Linked DNA regions of Mus musculus: region 1 is linked to region 2. Evidence: chromatin contacts called from public Hi-C data. All regions are on one chromosome and are shown on one strand. The core of a region is the stretch at or near the end of the contact, and the rest is flanking DNA. Distances in the headings are between cores, read along the strand shown. Region 1 overlaps Ntm (neurotrimin). Region 2 overlaps Ntm (neurotrimin).

Region 1 (2,700 bases), core at 140-2,639, 190 kb before region 2:
TTTTGTGCTAAGTGGGGCAAGACTGTCTCCCTCGCGATATTGCTACTGAAGCACTGACTCCATTTCCAGTTGATAAAACCACACCACTCACAGGAGGGCTACACGCCGGATGATTGTAATGGGAAATTCTCATCTCTGGAATTTTTAAGGGAGCAAGCAACTCTCCGTACCTCTCCTTGACTTAGTGTGTCCTTTTTAATAAAGTTTTAAAAACTGGCCAATGGTACTGACTGCAGGCAACAGGAAACTATTTTCATCCTCTAACGTGGAGATTCTTGGGAAATGAACCTTGGCCTTGGTGCCAAATGTCCTGGTTCCATCAGTGATGAGCTTGGAGTACCTGTGGACTGTGCACAGGGTACCCACAGGACAGACGATCTTGGGGAGTGAGTGCTGATATTACAGAGTTGAGTTGTGAGGACATTTTCAAAAAATACACGTGATTTAAAGAAACCACACAAGGGGCTGCAAACATCCCCAAATCCTTTGTCTTTGAGGACCTAACTCTTATGACTCCAAGGAACTCCTGGTTACTTATTGTCACATGAATGAACTTTGTAGGGACTACTTTAGATTAAGATGAACTATCTGGTTTTAAATATGCATCGGTTCCAGACTTCTTCAAAACAAAGACAAACCTCTAAACAATATAGTCAAGAAAATTTAGTGTTCTGTAGATGCCCCCTCTGACCCTAATCCTTGGCTACAGGGAGCAGACCTCCAGGGACAAAATAGAGACACTATCTATGGTGGATTGTTTTAGATACACATAGACACCTATCCACACACAGAACAGTGACAAAAGAGAAAAGAAGTTGGTCAGTGACCTAGAGATCTGAAGCTATCAATAGACCTCCACAGTGACTCTCACATTCTAAGGGAAGCAAGGGGATTGGAGTGACCAAAATGTCACCCCAGGACAGCAGTAGTCCCATAGTTCAGGAGGATATGGCCTTTTGAGAGTGACTGTATCCAGCAGGTGCCAGGGCCCTGGACTTGTTTCTAACAGGGCATTATTATGTATTGACTGCTTTGCTCTTGCCGTAGTCTCTTTCAGACACCAGCGTTTGTTTACAGTTTCGCAGACAGTTCACACAGTGGTCTTGTTTGAACACAAACAACACTATGAGGATATGGGTGAGGCTGCTTCCCTATATATACATCAGGATGGTCACCATCTAAGCTATGCTGTGTCAGGCCAAAAGACCGAATATCTTTGCGACTTTCAGGAGGGTGGACGTCTCAGTGGATGGAACCCTAAAACTGAGGGATGAGATGATCCAGGGTCTTCTTTCTGATCAAGAAATAGGGGCTGAAGTCCTCTGCTCACATGGAAGGCCACCCTGCAGCAAGACTGCAGTTCCCCTCATGACCAGCAGAGGGCTTTCTGCGCTGGTTACTTTTTATTTGGCTTTGTTCTCATCAGTATTATCCTGGAGGTCTTTTGTAGTCCTTAAAGAGAATAAATGTCTCAGCAACAAATTCTACTTTGTAGAAACTTTAAAAGTTTATCTAATTATCTCTAGTGATCTTTCTGGAGATACTAGGAAACAACCGCACTGGCAATCTGTACAGAGTTGCAGGCCTTTCTAAACTTTCCATCTTGGTGAGATCACATGACACAGAATTTTAAACTAAATATCCCAGTGTTGTTGAGAAGTCGCCTTGTATTAGGGAATACTAAAGTGCTTTATATAATATCCTATCTGTCATTCAACCTCCTAACATTATAAGTGAATTCTAATAATAATCATTATGAAGTTGCTACTATTATCACATTTTACAGATGAGAAAACGGAGGCATTGGCATGAAGAATTAGCCTCTCTTGGAGAATTTTACTGTTAAATGAGGAGATGGCTTTACTGTTAACGTGCTTGCTTTGTTCGGAATTCCTGATGGATCCCTAGTCTAACCTCTCCTCTCGCAGGAAAAAAAAATTATTTGATGAAGGTGGAATAGCTAGGAATTTTTGAACTGGGTCTAGCAGGAGGTTAACTAATGATGATGTTAGTAAGTTGAGTAGTATTATCACTTATTGACCAGCCTCTATAGTACTATGAACTATTACAGTTAATCTTCCCTACTCTCTGAAATTCATTTAATTATCTCCCATTTTATGGATGAGAGAGTTGAGACTCAAAGAGCATCATTTATCTGAACTCCCAGCAGTAGCAAGCAACAGAACTAGACCATGTACATTGAGATTTCCCAAGACTTATCAGGGCCCAATAAACACCGTGTCTTCCTACTTCCCCAGTGGGGATTAATGTCTGCCATCATTTTCTTCTTTGTAGTGTTGTGTAACTGTCTTTCTGAGTGGCCTGAGTGTATTATGGGAGAGCAAAGATCACACCTTTTAACGTCATGAGCTCCCTCACTAAACAGATGAGTTAAAAACAAAACAAAACACTCTTCACGCCTTCCCGGATTTCTCTGACTTTCTTTTGTATGTTAACAGTGATCAAACAATAAAGATTTATTGTGTGGTTCTCTCAGGAAAGGTGCAAAGCCAAGAGATGAAGTGTGGAAGGAGTCCTGGGTGCACTCACCAGGGCCAGCCTGTGAACAAGATAATCCAGATTAATACATGGGGCTAGGATGGCAACAGGGGAGGCTCTGAGCACAGTGCCCCCTGGTGGAGGGAGGCTCTCAGTGGTTAGGACTGAGAACAAGTAGAGATGGTACTAAGTAGCTCAGAA
Region 2 (2,700 bases), core at 156-2,655:
TCTAAGGAAGCCCTACTGAGGGCACACACTCTGAGCCCAGAAGACTGAGCACAACCAATATTACAATGCTCCTCCCCGAAGCTGTGCCCACTTAGTGAGGATGAATAGAGACTCTGAACTCAGAAAACTCCCAGGGGGAAGCACTGGTAAGTTTGGGATAAATAAATGTGTGCTTATTAATTTAATACGTATGGTTAGAACATGAGCCCGTCTGTACTGGCGCAGAAAAGAAAGCTATTAAAATTTATTTAGTAGGGGGAGACCCAAAAAGAGAAATCAATCCAGTGGGAAGAGCAGAGAGTGTGAGGAGCATCATGTAGCGGAAAGAGAGATGAGGCAGGCGGGGCTGAACAGAAGCCTGTGTTAAGGTGCAGGAGTAGAAAGGAGGAAAGACCCAAGGGCCTCAGTGGAAGGGCTATGATCCCCAGCTTCCAAGATAAAACCCGGTGCTGAAGCAGCAGACGCATGGCTAATTGTCTCTAATTATCCTGAGCTGACCTCTCCAGGTTGGAGTCCCAGGCAGTTGGCTAGCTGACACTGCAGGTTTCTGTCATTTCACAGCTTTGATGTCCAGGCCCCAGAGTACTGAACTGATTGCTTCCTGCTGGGGTACCTGGGCTTGGGGAAGTTCTCAACTCTCCTCATCTTTTTCTCCTTAACCTAAGGTTGCTTTCCAGCTGAAGAAATCCAGGGCATTCTCTACAATACCTTGCCAGCCTTCAGGAGGGGTGAGGCAGAGCAAGTGAATCATCTTTGCCAACCTTCCGAGTCTCTGTTCTAAACCCAGCCTCTTTTCTGCAAAGACATCTCGAAGTTAATGATTGGAGGCTAAACTGGGACCAAGTGCTCTGTGGAGAAGAGGGTGGGTGTTGGCCTGTAGCCATCAGTGAAATAGCAAGGTTCAATTACTTGCTCCCTGAAGCTGAAACAATTGACATTATCCCACATAATATTACTTGACCTACATTTTCACTTGAAAGCTTTCAGCTACCAGTTTGAATGTTGAGTTATAAATAAACACATTCAAATGACAGGAACGAGAGGGGCAGAACAGCAGTGCCCACTAAGCAAACACCTCTACCTTCTCATCTCTTTACATTTGGTGTCTTGTTTACCCGACTTCTATGCAACGGCAGTCTTCAGCTCGTCCACCTAAAGGGGACTCATTCCCATGTAATAAGGAAGCCGCTTTACCCAGGAAGGGGTATCAACGTCCATGACAGGGAGATTTCAGCCATCTGGATTCAAAGGGTCAGATTATCCACTGGCAGCAATTAAGCGGCTCCATGTGGAGCAGCCACGTGACCACACCAAAGGCGCTGCCAAGACAGGAGGTTAGTAAACAGAAGTACCCGCAGGAAGGCTTCCAGGTTGGCCACAGCCCTGGCCACTTGGCATTTACACAGCTTCCTCTCTGCGGCATCCCATCTGTCTGGGCCCACACCCACCTATAAGCTGTCTGCAGAGAGTTTAAACAAACTAGGACCGACGAGCTGATTTTGTTTGAGATGTTAAAAGTCCAGAATGGAGTGGATCTTCAGGGAAACTCTTAAGCATCCACAGCACCCACAGCATCTGCAGCATCTGCAGCACCCACAGCATCCACGGCATCCACGGCATCCACAGCATCCACAGCATCTGCAGCATCTGCAGCACCCACAGCATCCATAGCATCCAAAGCACTCACAGCACACACAGCACCCACAGCATCCATAGCATCCAAAGCACACACAGCACCCACAGCATCTGCAGCACCCACAGCACCCACAGTATCCACAGCATCCAAAGCACTCACAGCACACACAGCACCCACAGCATCCACAACATCCACAGCACCCACAGAATCTACAGCACTCACAGCACACACAGCATCCACAGCATCCACAGCACCCACAGAATCTATAGCACTCACAGCATCCACAGCACACACAGCCCCACCCCCAAATCTACAGCATCCACAGCATCCACAGCATCCACAGCATCCACAGCATCCACAGCACCCACAGCATCCACAGCATCCCTTCCCTAGTGGGCAGACCATTCCTCCAATGTTGTCAGGCTGCATGATCTGCTGGAGCTGAGTGGAATGGTGACTGTAATCATTTACCCATAAACACATACAACACAGGAAGTTGCTGTCTCTGCTATTTTATTATGAGTTTTTGTAGAGGCAGGGTAGCTCTCTGAGTTCTCCGTGCAATCTACGAATTCTGAAAGTTAGAAATCCCCAAAATATATAGAACCTCCCAACACTGTAGCCACTCTTCAATACACCAGGTGTTTACTTATCAGGTACCATACTACTACCCTGTAGTCTGAAGTCAGACTTCTTCTTTGGACCCGCTGGTTAAAAGAAAAAGGATTAGGCCTTATGACTACAGACTATCACCCAGTCAATGCCCTCTCCTGATTTCTAGTTAGAGTCTTCTCACAGGATGCATACGTAGGTATGCACAAGAATTTCATATCTATTGATTGATACTCCCCTGTCTTCTTTAATGTACCCAAGCTGAATATGGTGTAAGTAAAAAGGCTGGTTTTTGTTTGTGTGTTTTTGTTTTCCCACATGAGCTAACAACAGCTTTCTAGCCACTAGTCTAAGAACAGTCTAGAACTCATTATGCCCAGCTTTCTGGGTTTCTAGGGCTTACCATTCTTCTTATTGTCTTTGTCCTGCTTTGCTGGGACTACCTTGAGTTT

Evidence for each region. Hi-C and Micro-C count contacts between places; a contact is called where the count stands out from the background.
Region 1: a contact with region 2 is called in a Hi-C map of cerebellar granule neurons, with 3 times the contacts expected there. The contact joins two enhancer-like sites. A contact is called at or near these places in 9 of 484 Hi-C or Micro-C datasets (the HL-1 cell line, brain, cardiomyocytes and 3 more) and 5 of 115 datasets of contacts at active chromatin or transcription factors (SST interneurons, embryonic basal ganglia, embryonic forebrain and 2 more).

The regions. Positions count from the first base shown.
Region 1 is chr9:29,408,085-29,410,784 of GRCm38.p6, reverse strand. All of the region lies in intron 1 of Ntm (neurotrimin), which reads left to right. Among named protein-coding and RNA genes, the nearest start is that of Ntm, 3.2 kb to the left of the region's middle. Within about 2 kb of position 1,389, at least 1 of the 459 cell types and tissues checked has an H3K27ac peak or open chromatin away from gene starts, as enhancers often do. A contact at or near this core is called in cerebellar granule neurons, where this site is marked.
Region 2 is chr9:29,219,311-29,222,010 of GRCm38.p6, reverse strand. All of the region lies in intron 1 of Ntm (neurotrimin), which reads left to right. Among named protein-coding and RNA genes, the nearest start is that of Gm15520, 190 kb to the right of the region's middle. Within about 2 kb of position 1,405, at least 15 of the 459 cell types and tissues checked have an H3K27ac peak or open chromatin away from gene starts, as enhancers often do. A contact at or near this core is called in cerebellar granule neurons, where this site is marked.